2 separate regions of the Mus musculus genome follow, and region 1 is linked to region 2. Evidence: chromatin contacts called from public HiChIP or PLAC-seq data. All regions are on one chromosome and are shown on one strand. The core of a region is the stretch at or near the end of the contact, and the rest is flanking DNA. Distances in the headings are between cores, read along the strand shown.

Region 1 (5,156 bases), core at 877-3,376, 1.0 Mb after region 2:
GCCTTGTTCTCGGAAACACTGATAACGGGACAGAGCTCTTCATAGAACATTGATTTTACTTCTATTTGAGCAGCCAGTTTTCAGACAAACATTGTAATCATGTGCCATTATATAAGTTTATAATGACTTCGAGTGATCTCTTGTAATCGGTGCCAGCTGCTATTAGCTATGTAAATTGTTATGTAAAACATACAGGTTTGACTCTTCATCAGAATGACACATGGCTTTAATCTAGGGAGACGCATTTGGAGAAAATACTATTTCAAGCCAGAGGAGCCCATAGCTTTGTGCACCAGGAAATCCAGATAGCAAAATATACTTGGCTGTGAACTCCAGGGTGCAAGGGGGGGGGGGCAAGATCTGGGTTTTCTTTTTCATTTACAATGGAAGTTTGCACAAGCTATGAGTTTCCTTGTCTATGCATGAAGACACCTAGACGCACAGCCAGCTCAAAGTTGCTACAAACTGGGATTTCTCTTCAACTTTTTATTTCATATTTGATTTGAATTCAGACTTTAAGAAAACAACAGGTTTAAAACTAAAGGGATTTTTTCCCCCTCTTTATGGCTGTTTGGTCTACTTTTAAACATCTTTCTTTTAGAAGTTGTCTCTGAACAGGCAACATCTGTGCCTGATAAGGCAACATCATCATCATTATCATTATCTCATAAGAAAGGAGTTGCAGACACTCCAGATTGACAAAACAGAAAACAAGAAGCTTTCAGCACGTCTATTTCCAGTCACAGTCCTCGGACTTCTGCCTATAAATATCTCTGCAATTGTCCCAGAAGGCAACAATGCAGCGGAAAGAGGCAGGGAGAAAATTCTTGGCTTGGACAATTTGTGGATCTACTATAAACAGAAAACACCCTGCCTAGATTAGGATTTCAACATAATCACTAGTAGAAAAGAAAAGGAAAAAAAAACCCAACAACAACATTTTTTCCACTCCCCGCTCCCTAACCCCCGCCCGCCGCCTTGCAATTTCAAAGAATCTTAGCAATTCTGATCTTTCAGAAACAAAAGCAAGGATACTTACTCTGTTTGAAACCCAAGTAGGGAATTCGCTCGATGGGCGTTTTTCTTTCTTTCATGTATTTATACAGGGCCACTAAGAAGGCTTGTTCATCTGCCCTGCATTCTTCGCCAATAGACAGCTTTGGCTTTTCTTCATTTGAGGTTTTTTTACAGTTATTGTGGTTATTCTTCGGCTTGGTCAAGGCTGACCTGGCCTCTCCTTTCACCTGGAAAAAAAAGTAATAATAACAGTATATCAAATCAAGTCTCGGAAGGCTTGAAAAGACATCTGTAAGTGACACTTTCCACAGAAGACACCCTTGAGTGAGGATGCTTCTAGACGATGGCAACAAAGCTCTATAAAAGAGCACATAGCAGGCTTTTGTGCTCTGTGGACTTGATGCAAGTACTCAAGTCTAGCAAGGGTGTGACATGAATGTCAATAAAACTTTATTGACAAACAGGTGTCCAGAGGGCCACAGTTGGCCAGGTTGTGCCAGGGTCCTTTGTCTTCTTCACAGTACATTCATGTCAAACCAGAAAAAATAGTGTTAATATCTGGGAAGAAGGCTGATTTTCCCTTTGATACATTTTATTCCCCCAAAGGGCACCACCATTAAGCTCCTTGATTAAACCCGGTTTCCATAACAATAGCCCAATACTGTATATTTTATATAAAAGAGAGAGGTTTATTTCTTTGTATGCATTTATCCGCTTTCTCTTTCTAGACACCTGGAGGAGCTCTCCATGCTGGGTCATTGTCATGTGTTATCTGTGGTTGATGGCTGCACACAACATTGAGCAGTGTACTAAAAAAGCAGATTTTTTGATGATGACTTGATGGCTTTTTCATCAGCTTAGAATGGGATAGGACATGTTTCCTTGCCAGAAAAGAAAGAGTAGAGAACAGTTAAAACCCCAAATAGAACAAATGGAACCCTCTTCTTCCCCCCCCCCCCCAACTAAGACATAAAGGGAGGCATATACTTCATGGTTCTTCCTTCTACCCCACAGGCAGGCTTTGGTGTTTGGCTAACCTAATGTTCCCTGCTCGCAGCCATGTTGTACAGCGGCCTTTGATGGTTGTTAAATATAACGCTAAGTTGCTGAGTTATTTTAATTGTAAAAGGGGGAAGTACAAAGGGTCAGCCTTGGAGTTCAAATGCCCCCACAGGGAGTGTGTACATTCCAATATTCTTTACATCTCCTGGCTGACATCGGGCAGGAAGAGGGTAAGGGCCGGGAAACGTTGGGAATAAAAATGTCCCACAGATTCTACACCGTTCTCTCTTTCCAATTTGTCAGCCTCCACAGATCCTTCTGAGCTCTAAGCACATGAGAAGGTTTCTGTTTATTTATTGGAGGGGGAAACACATCCCCTCTAAGAGGGATTTGTTACTGCTCATTCTCTCAGACAAGCACACTGCTTTCATTGCTTCAGACTGGTCTCACAAGAATAACACTGTCTGGGCACCTCAGCGGGGTCGCCAGAGATGACTCGTAATTTCTAAGGGGCTGAGGAAGTAGGGTAAAGACATTTTTTCCACATAACATTTTTTTACTGACAATGTCCTCAAAAGTTTGCCCTCTGTGACATCGCAGGAAGAAAGAGAGCCTCTGACTTTTTTACACCATCACCAATATTCCCTGCCAAGTACTAGGTTGATAAGCCTAAACTTATGCACACCATAGTTTATTGGCATCGGAAATCATCTAAGCATCCTAGTTTTCATCCGTATCGCCTTGGTGGTTTACATTGGTACCCAAGTGCTGTTGTAGAGCACCCAAGTGTTGTTTCAGTCTCTCATTGGCCACCCTTGCAGACTAGGTTACATCAGCAGGCTTGCCAGCAAGGTCCAAGGAACCGCTTGTCTCTCTCCACCTACCCAGCACTGGGGTTATAAGCATGTGCAACCATGTCAGCTTTGTTAACATGCATTCTCTAGATTGAACTGAGGTCTTCATACTTACAGGACAAGCATTTTAAACACCTGGGCTATCTCCCTAAATTTTATGTGCATGCCTGTCATGAGGTAGGTCATTGCTGTCCAAAGAATGTAGAAACTGAGGCACAAGCAGCAGGAATACATGTGTTTAAGTGTGTAAGGTGGACTTAATAAAAATGTGAAATCCGGTAGTCAAAACAAAGTTTCAAGTTAAAAGATTCACATCTTATTTGCAGGTATGACAACATCTATGGCTGAGAAATACGGTTGGTCATAGGTATATGTAATACAGGCATCACAGCATCTTCTACTGACTGAGAAATGTGATTTATCAAGTCACACAAAAACCAAAACCAGGTGGTTGACAAATCTAAAGGGCTTCTTTGCTTCTACTGGGTACCCAGCCAATGAAGAGAAAGAACCCTATACCCGTGATTGCCTTCAATGAACGATGCAACCTTATATGCTTCACCCATGCTAGGCCATCTACAGGAACTACAAAAGGTGACTGACTAGACCCATGTTATAGGAGAAAAAGACTGAAGCTCACTGAGGCTGGAGATCTTGATGCGGTGCCTGTGAGCTGCCTCATTCACAACACCTAAGTCTGGAGCTCAGGTCTAACTGCTTTCAACTGCTTTCAAGCCTCAACTGTGCTCAGGGAAGAAAGGCTAAACGCTGGGTATAAAACAGGCCGAGGCGTAAGTTTGCAGTGATAACATGTTGACTATCACTGTTATTAGAACAGAGCCATCTCCATTAGGGGACTATGAGTTTTGCAGATAGACAGATGTGCCACCCTCTGCTTGTGTGTTCAAGAAGAGAAATCCTGGAAATGGAAAGAAAACCTTTGGGGTGGAAGCGAGGTGGGGGGGTGCTGAAGTAGCTAACCAACCCTCTCTGTTAATGACAAAGGCTTCAAGTAAGACCATGCTGCCACCTGCTGAACTCCATCCTGTATCCTAGGGGATCCTCTAACAGGATGAAGGATGCTCAGCAAGATGGTAACAAGTGGGTGGTGGCTTGCATCTCAGGCTAGCTTGATATGTTTCTCAGTACAAGCGAGCTTTCTGTTCCCCGTAAGACTCAGTCAAGTTTTTTGTGTGTGTGTGTGTGTGTGTGTGTGTGTGTGTGTGTCACCCAATTTACTCAAAAAACATTCCCAGTATTTTAGTCTACTTAATTATTATAATTCAAGTATTAAAATGGAAATAGCATCTAGTGCTCATGTTGACCTTGAGAGAGTATGACCTTTTAATGGTGGCAGTTAGGTTCCTGACCTGAGCCATACACACCTGCTGAACTCACCAAGAGCACTGGGATTTTCAGAGTGACTGACAGCATGCTAATTAGAGAAGCAATGTTTCATGTTCTCAACGAAGCTGCATACCTATTTGACACTAATCACATTCGTCTACACAACTGAGTTATAACCACTCTCTCCATCAGCAGGGCAAGCCAGCCGGGCTGAACCAGTAACAAACAGGCTGTACTTCTAATCCAGACATGGTCAACAACTTGAGATGAAACCCTCAGCTTCTTGGGAAAACAAGAATGATCACTCCCAGTTTGGAGGACGAATGAGATGAATGGTACTGAAAACTAATGCAAGCATCACCATTGCAACACGCTTACCACAAAAGGATGTGACATAAGAGGACACCCAGCGTAGCATACTTTGCCTTTCTATGCTCCTTTCAACATGGAAACCACCTGTTACATGTCTAATCTTTAGAAAATGCTTAACACACATGCATGTGCACATGCATGCATTTGTGCTGCGTGTACACACACACACACACACACACACACACACACACAATCATTTACTTTCCATCACTAAAGATCTTTCCTCTAAGATAGTTGACCAAGCCTCTGCTATGGACCTTCTGCTGTAACGGGATTGGAACTGATCTTATTCACAATCCCTTCCTAGGGCTGGGTACTTTTTCTTCTCATGAGACATGTGCTGTCTTCAGAAAGCCACAGAATTCTCTCTCCAAGGAAAACCGTATGCTCCAAAGATGCTGTCCTGTTAACATTGAGAGCCTGCAAACTTTCGAAGGTGATGTCATGACCACAGAAAACCCCGTTCACCTCTTCTGGAAGGTTTGCTGTGTGGAGCTGCAGGAGGCTGGCATTGATCCACGGTTAGAAACGGTCTGTGTGAGGCACTCTGAGAACACACATAGG
Region 2 (5,122 bases), core at 2,271-4,770:
ACAAATAAAAATGCGAAAAGCACCACACCCCCATCCGTCGCAGGTTAACGAGGTGCAGGGGGTTGGGTGGTGCATTCTGCACCTATGAGGGTGGTCAGGCTCACAGCTCTTGGGCCACAGTGCTGGCCGAGACATAGTACACAAGGGAAGCAGTCCACTGACCCATGGCACGGCCAGCCCAAGAGACGGTTTCTCCCGAGTCAAATCTGCTCTTAACTGTTGGCCCAATGATCCTGATACCCTCCAGTGTTGGCTTCTGTTGCAGGGAAACCTGCATGTGTTTACAGGAGCTTGAGTCACTGTTGTCGAAAGTCACTGGTGACCAAGATGTCCGTTAGTTAGGTGTTCTAGATAAATTATAGTAAGCTCAGACAGCGCTGGAGGGAAGGAATTACAGCTTAGTCCAGGAAACCTCACTCTGCATTCTTATGAAAGAAACACTTCCTGAGAAGTCTGGGTCCTGTGTGACTTCAAGCACAAGATCCGAAAAGGCAGAGAACCAAGTACAGCAGAAAGATCCCTGGCTCTCAGAGTTAGGGGGTGGGTGAGGGCTGAACAGGCAGATTTGAAACGCAAGAAAACGTTTCTGTTCTGGTCCTGCAATGATTCATAGGCGCCATGATATATGTGCTAACATCTGTAGCAAGATGTTACAAGATTGTAACAAGATCAGTAAGGCCATATTTGTAAGCTGTGGAGTATGAGTGAAGATAATGAGTCTGTGTGGCCCATGGATGGCGCCAGATGCGCCTCCCTTAGCTCTATGAGTATTTATCCCCCTCATTTTTTTGCTACCTCGAAGTTTCTCGCAGGTCCTTCAGACTCAGTCTTTCTTTCTAAATCCTCGCCTTTAAAAAGTTGCTTCTCATTCATACTCGTCTCGTTTCCCCTATGTGATGTGGATCAAATTAATTGTGGCAAATCCTTGCTAAGGAGTTGATTGGGCTGGTGAGGTGACTCAGCAGGTAGAGATGCTTGTCCTAGGACTGGCAGCCTGAGTGTGATCCCTAGGACACACGAGGAGTGGGGGGGGGGGGGGAGCAAGGGAGGGATGGGAGAACGCTGACTACTATAAGTGGTCCTCTGATCCTCACAAGCATGCAATGGCACAGACTTGATACACACAGCGTAGGTGCACAGGCAAATAGTGCTTGTACAAGGAGGGAGGGCCAGTGGAGGGCCCTGCATGTGCTCACACGCTAATCAGTGTTGTCAGCTCATATGAATTGTTTTTCTATAGGGTCTCACTATGTATCTCTGGATGGCCTGGAACTCACTCTGTAGATCACATCGGCCTCTTAACTTCCAGAGATCTGACTGTCTTCTGTCACTTGAGCGCTAGGATTAAAGACTGTACCCAGCCCCAGTGTCTTGATCTTGATTATTAAGGAAACCGGCTCACAGGTTCCTCGGCCGTGCTGAGAGTGTGCTGATGTTCACGGGTTGTCTGTGGAGAATGCAAAGGTGACTTTAAATATCTCAGGGGACAGCTTGCACACGTTTCCATATTTCCATGGACGCCGGCTGGGCTTTTGATGGTGCCTTCCTCTCGAGACACGGTCCGGGCCTGTCGTTTCAGACTTTATCTCCTGGCTCCTAACCTTTCCTCTGCATAGTTCAAAGCTGACTCTATTGGTTGTGCCTCAAACTTATGTGTGTACAGGACTTCTGTTTAAATCACGTTTGACGCTGCCTGAGTCCATTCTGTGCTTGCAACAGGTCAGCCATCTCATACTCTCTAGTTGGGGGTTAGAAACTTTTAAAGCACATTGGAGTTAGAGCTGTAATTAGTTATATTAGAGGGTTGTTGTGGTTACTGTAGACCTTTAGCTTCTGCTAATAAGCCCAGGCTTTGAGGAGGTCAGTCCCATGGCTCCTTCAGTTTCCATTCTTCCTGCTGTGAGATTTTGTTTTCATCTGCCCTCTGTCTGAGAACCACTGGAGAGAGACCCTGCATCTCTCTCATACCTTTATAGGAAGTCTCCGCACCTCCTTGTTTTCTCAGTTTTTAATACTGGGGTCTGGAGACTTACCCACTTTTGTTTGTAATCCTGGTCCCTCGGTTTCCTCTGCTGTGTAAGGTTGTCGGTGTCGAGTGTATTCTTTTCATCCCGCTCACTGATTGTTGCCTTGGATGTTTGGAACATCTGTTGCTGCTGATGTTCTGTTTTGCCTCAGCTACATACGTAAATGTCTATGACATGTGTCAAGTAGCACATCCTATTCTAAAAATAAACCGCAGGGGGATAGATAGGCCGGCGGCAGAACCCGCACGGAGCATGTCTAAGACCCCCATCTTGACTCCCAGAACCCAAAACATAAAAGAATAAAAACAAACTGTCGACCCTGAATGGCTGCCATCTGTGTCCCGCCAGCTGTCACTCTGACAAAATAATTGAAAAGTCACCTCAAAGGGAGGTTCAGAGGTCTCATCCAGGGTCACCCTGCTTGATTTTTTTCCTGTGCCTGCCTGAGGCAGAGCTTCATGGCTGGGCACCTGCTCCCCAGAGCCGTTCACGTCTCCACTTCTTGGGAGGAGGGGAAGAGGTAGGCCAGGGTCATAGTATTCTTTAAAGTCAGGTCCATCCTTGGCCTCCCCTCCCCCAACTCCCCAAGTTTTAACCTCCTGCCCCTAGTACCATCAGCTGGAGACCAAGCTCTAACACCTGAGCCTGCCTGGCAAGAACATTCCAGATTCAAACATAACGCCATTCATTCCAGCAGATGTTAAGCTTCTTGATGGCAGGATGTGCCTTACACACCCCAGTTTGCCTTGTTTCCTGGTCGTCCCAGTAATCTCGAGACCACTTCACTTTCTGCAGATGAAAGTCAAAACCTCTGTCACTTGTGTAACAGTCATTTGGGGTTCCAGGAAGCTTATTTCAGAGGTCTACAGAAAGGAAATAACAAAATCAGAAAGTCCAGGCGAAATGGAGAACATCGGTTATGCTTTGAAAGATTAAGGGCTGGAAGGCTGGGTTTAGGACCAGGTCTAGCACAGGCCAAAAGTATATCCGCATACATTAAAGGCCATACTTTAGATTGTTTGCCTTAAGGGGATTATTTATAAATTACTAAGAGAACTCAACACGGAAACGCATGAGAACTCTTGGTAGGTGTACACGGTCATAGAGATGTGTAACAGTCCATCGCACATAACCCAGGCAGCCTTGGCAACAGAGAGACCATGGAATTTGGGAGGCACATACTCTCAACTATAGAAAAAGGAAGGAGCATATGGGCAGCTAGTGACGACTGCCAGGGTAGTATGCCACATATACTGATTTGAGGAAATTAAAAAGGAAGGGAGAAACTGTTCTTTTTGAAGGAACAAACCTCAGCTGCTCCAAAAAGGTGAGCCTGGGTCTCCTACGGGGGAAAATAGAACAGGTAAAAAGAGCTGTAGTGTGCGGGGCCGGGGGGGGGGGGGGGCCAGACACAGAAGGGCTAGCAGCAGTCGGTTCTACAGCAGGCACTAGCCAGGAGTCTGCTAGTCCAGTTGGCACTGTCAGATTGCACAGGTCACAGGCTGGATGTTTACCAGCACAGGTCGCAGGCTGGGTGTGTAGACGTCCCCTTCACCCTGTCTGTCAGGTTGTGAGACCCATTCAGCTACTTGCGTCTCTTCTCCGTGCCCTTTTCTTTTTCACTACTCTCTCCCCGCCCCAGCTGACTTGTGTTGCGTCAGCCCCTGCCAGGTTCTTCCCGTGCTCAGTAGATACCCCTGGCAGCTCAGAATCTCAGTGTTATCAGTTGCTTGCAAAGAGAAAAAGGCCAGCCGGGCAGTGGTGGGGCACGCCTTTAATCCCAGCACTTGGGAGTCAGAGGCAGGTGGATTTCTGAGTTCAAGACCAGCGTGGTCTACAGAGTGAGTTCCAGGACAGCCAGGGCTACACAGAGAAACCCTATCTCTAAAAACAAAAAAAAAACAAAAACACCCCCCCCCAAACCCAAAAAACCTAAAGGATAGAAAAAGGCCTAAGGTAAAGTATGGGAAAGGGCACCATGCCCTTCTGTGCCAGCTGAGTCTATTATTTAGAGACTCCCCAGTGCTGTCCGCTCTTAAGACGTCCTTGCATTGTAATGTTTGAAGTGTGGACAGCCATGTCAAGATGCATAAAGATAGAGGTAGTTCCCTGGCTGTAGTCTGGGAGAAGACCCTGCTCCAGAGACTGTCTGCTTTAACTTTCTTGGCTGTCTGTCAGTATTTCTTTTTAGCCGGTATGGGTAGGGCCTCTGTATCGAGGAGATGCTACAACCCACTGTCAGCAGGGGGTGGGCACAGGGGGGAGCGGTGTGAGCAGCTTAAGGCAGAAAGGGTGGGAAAGATTAGAGTCTCTGTGGCCCTGCCTTGGGGGCCAGAAACCATGGATGGAAAAAAGGAAATTGTGTATCGTGATGTGACCTCATTTCTCTTGCTCTCTGTCATTAATTCTACGTTTCTTAATCAGCTGGTCTTCTCGTCCACAGCCTCCTGGTTGCCTGGCACAGCAAGCAGAGTGGGCTTTCCGGTACATACGTGAGAGGGTCCTGCCGCTTACCCTCTTCCATGACCTGTGGCTTCCCCAGGCTCTGGTTAGATTCTATCTTGGCTCACAGAACCCCGTGTGCACTGATCTCCTTGTGTTTCCAAAATTGATGGGTTACTATCTCTCTGCCCTCTTCCTGATCCTGTGAACCTAGCATTGTACTTCCTTCCCTGGGGCCTTCGCTGTTCCCTGTTTCAAGACGAGCACCTGGCAAGTTCAGCTGGAGACTCTGACTAAACACTGCTCCTCAGACTGTCTTCTTAGTGTGGTCCAGATTCCAAGGCATCTCTGTCACCAATTACCCAATCTCACCTAGCCTCGAATGGATTACCTTACTCCATTGTAAGCTTCTGTTCTTATTGTCTCCTCTTCCTCCAATTATGCTGTAGGTTGTTACTTCAGGAATGTTGTCTGTCCTGTTTCACTGTTTTGGTCTCAGTGCCTGTACACACCCAGCCTTAGGATTTTGAATGGCTATTTATACCAGAGAAGGCGCAGAAGCAGGCTGTTCATGATCCCATGGCGTTTGCCCTCAGGGCACAATTTATCAAATCAAGCAAAAAGTGCTGAATAGAACCCAAATCAGCGGTCAT

The links. HiChIP or PLAC-seq counts read pairs in DNA pulled down with a chosen protein or histone mark.
Region 1: an H3K27ac HiChIP or PLAC-seq map of microglia shows a contact between it and region 2, with 4 times the contacts expected there. The contact joins two enhancer-like sites. A contact is called at or near these places in 1 of 484 Hi-C or Micro-C datasets (embryonic stem cells) and 2 of 115 datasets of contacts at active chromatin or transcription factors (embryonic stem cells and microglia).

What each region holds. Positions count from the first base shown.
Region 1 is chr10:68,127,750-68,132,905 of GRCm38.p6, forward strand. Arid5b (AT rich interactive domain 5B (MRF1-like)) reads right to left here. Exons shown (of 10, transcript NM_023598.2): 6 at 1,040-1,244. Among named protein-coding and RNA genes, the nearest start is that of Gm51770, 21 kb to the right of the region's middle. Within about 2 kb of position 2,127, at least 23 of the 459 cell types and tissues checked have an H3K27ac peak or open chromatin away from gene starts, as enhancers often do. A contact at or near this core is called in microglia, where this site is marked.
Region 2 is chr10:67,102,306-67,107,427 of GRCm38.p6, forward strand. It overlaps a transcript of Jmjd1c not described here. Among named protein-coding and RNA genes, the nearest start is that of Reep3, 7.9 kb to the left of the region's middle. Within about 2 kb of position 3,521, at least 42 of the 459 cell types and tissues checked have an H3K27ac peak or open chromatin away from gene starts, as enhancers often do. A contact at or near this core is called in microglia, where this site is marked.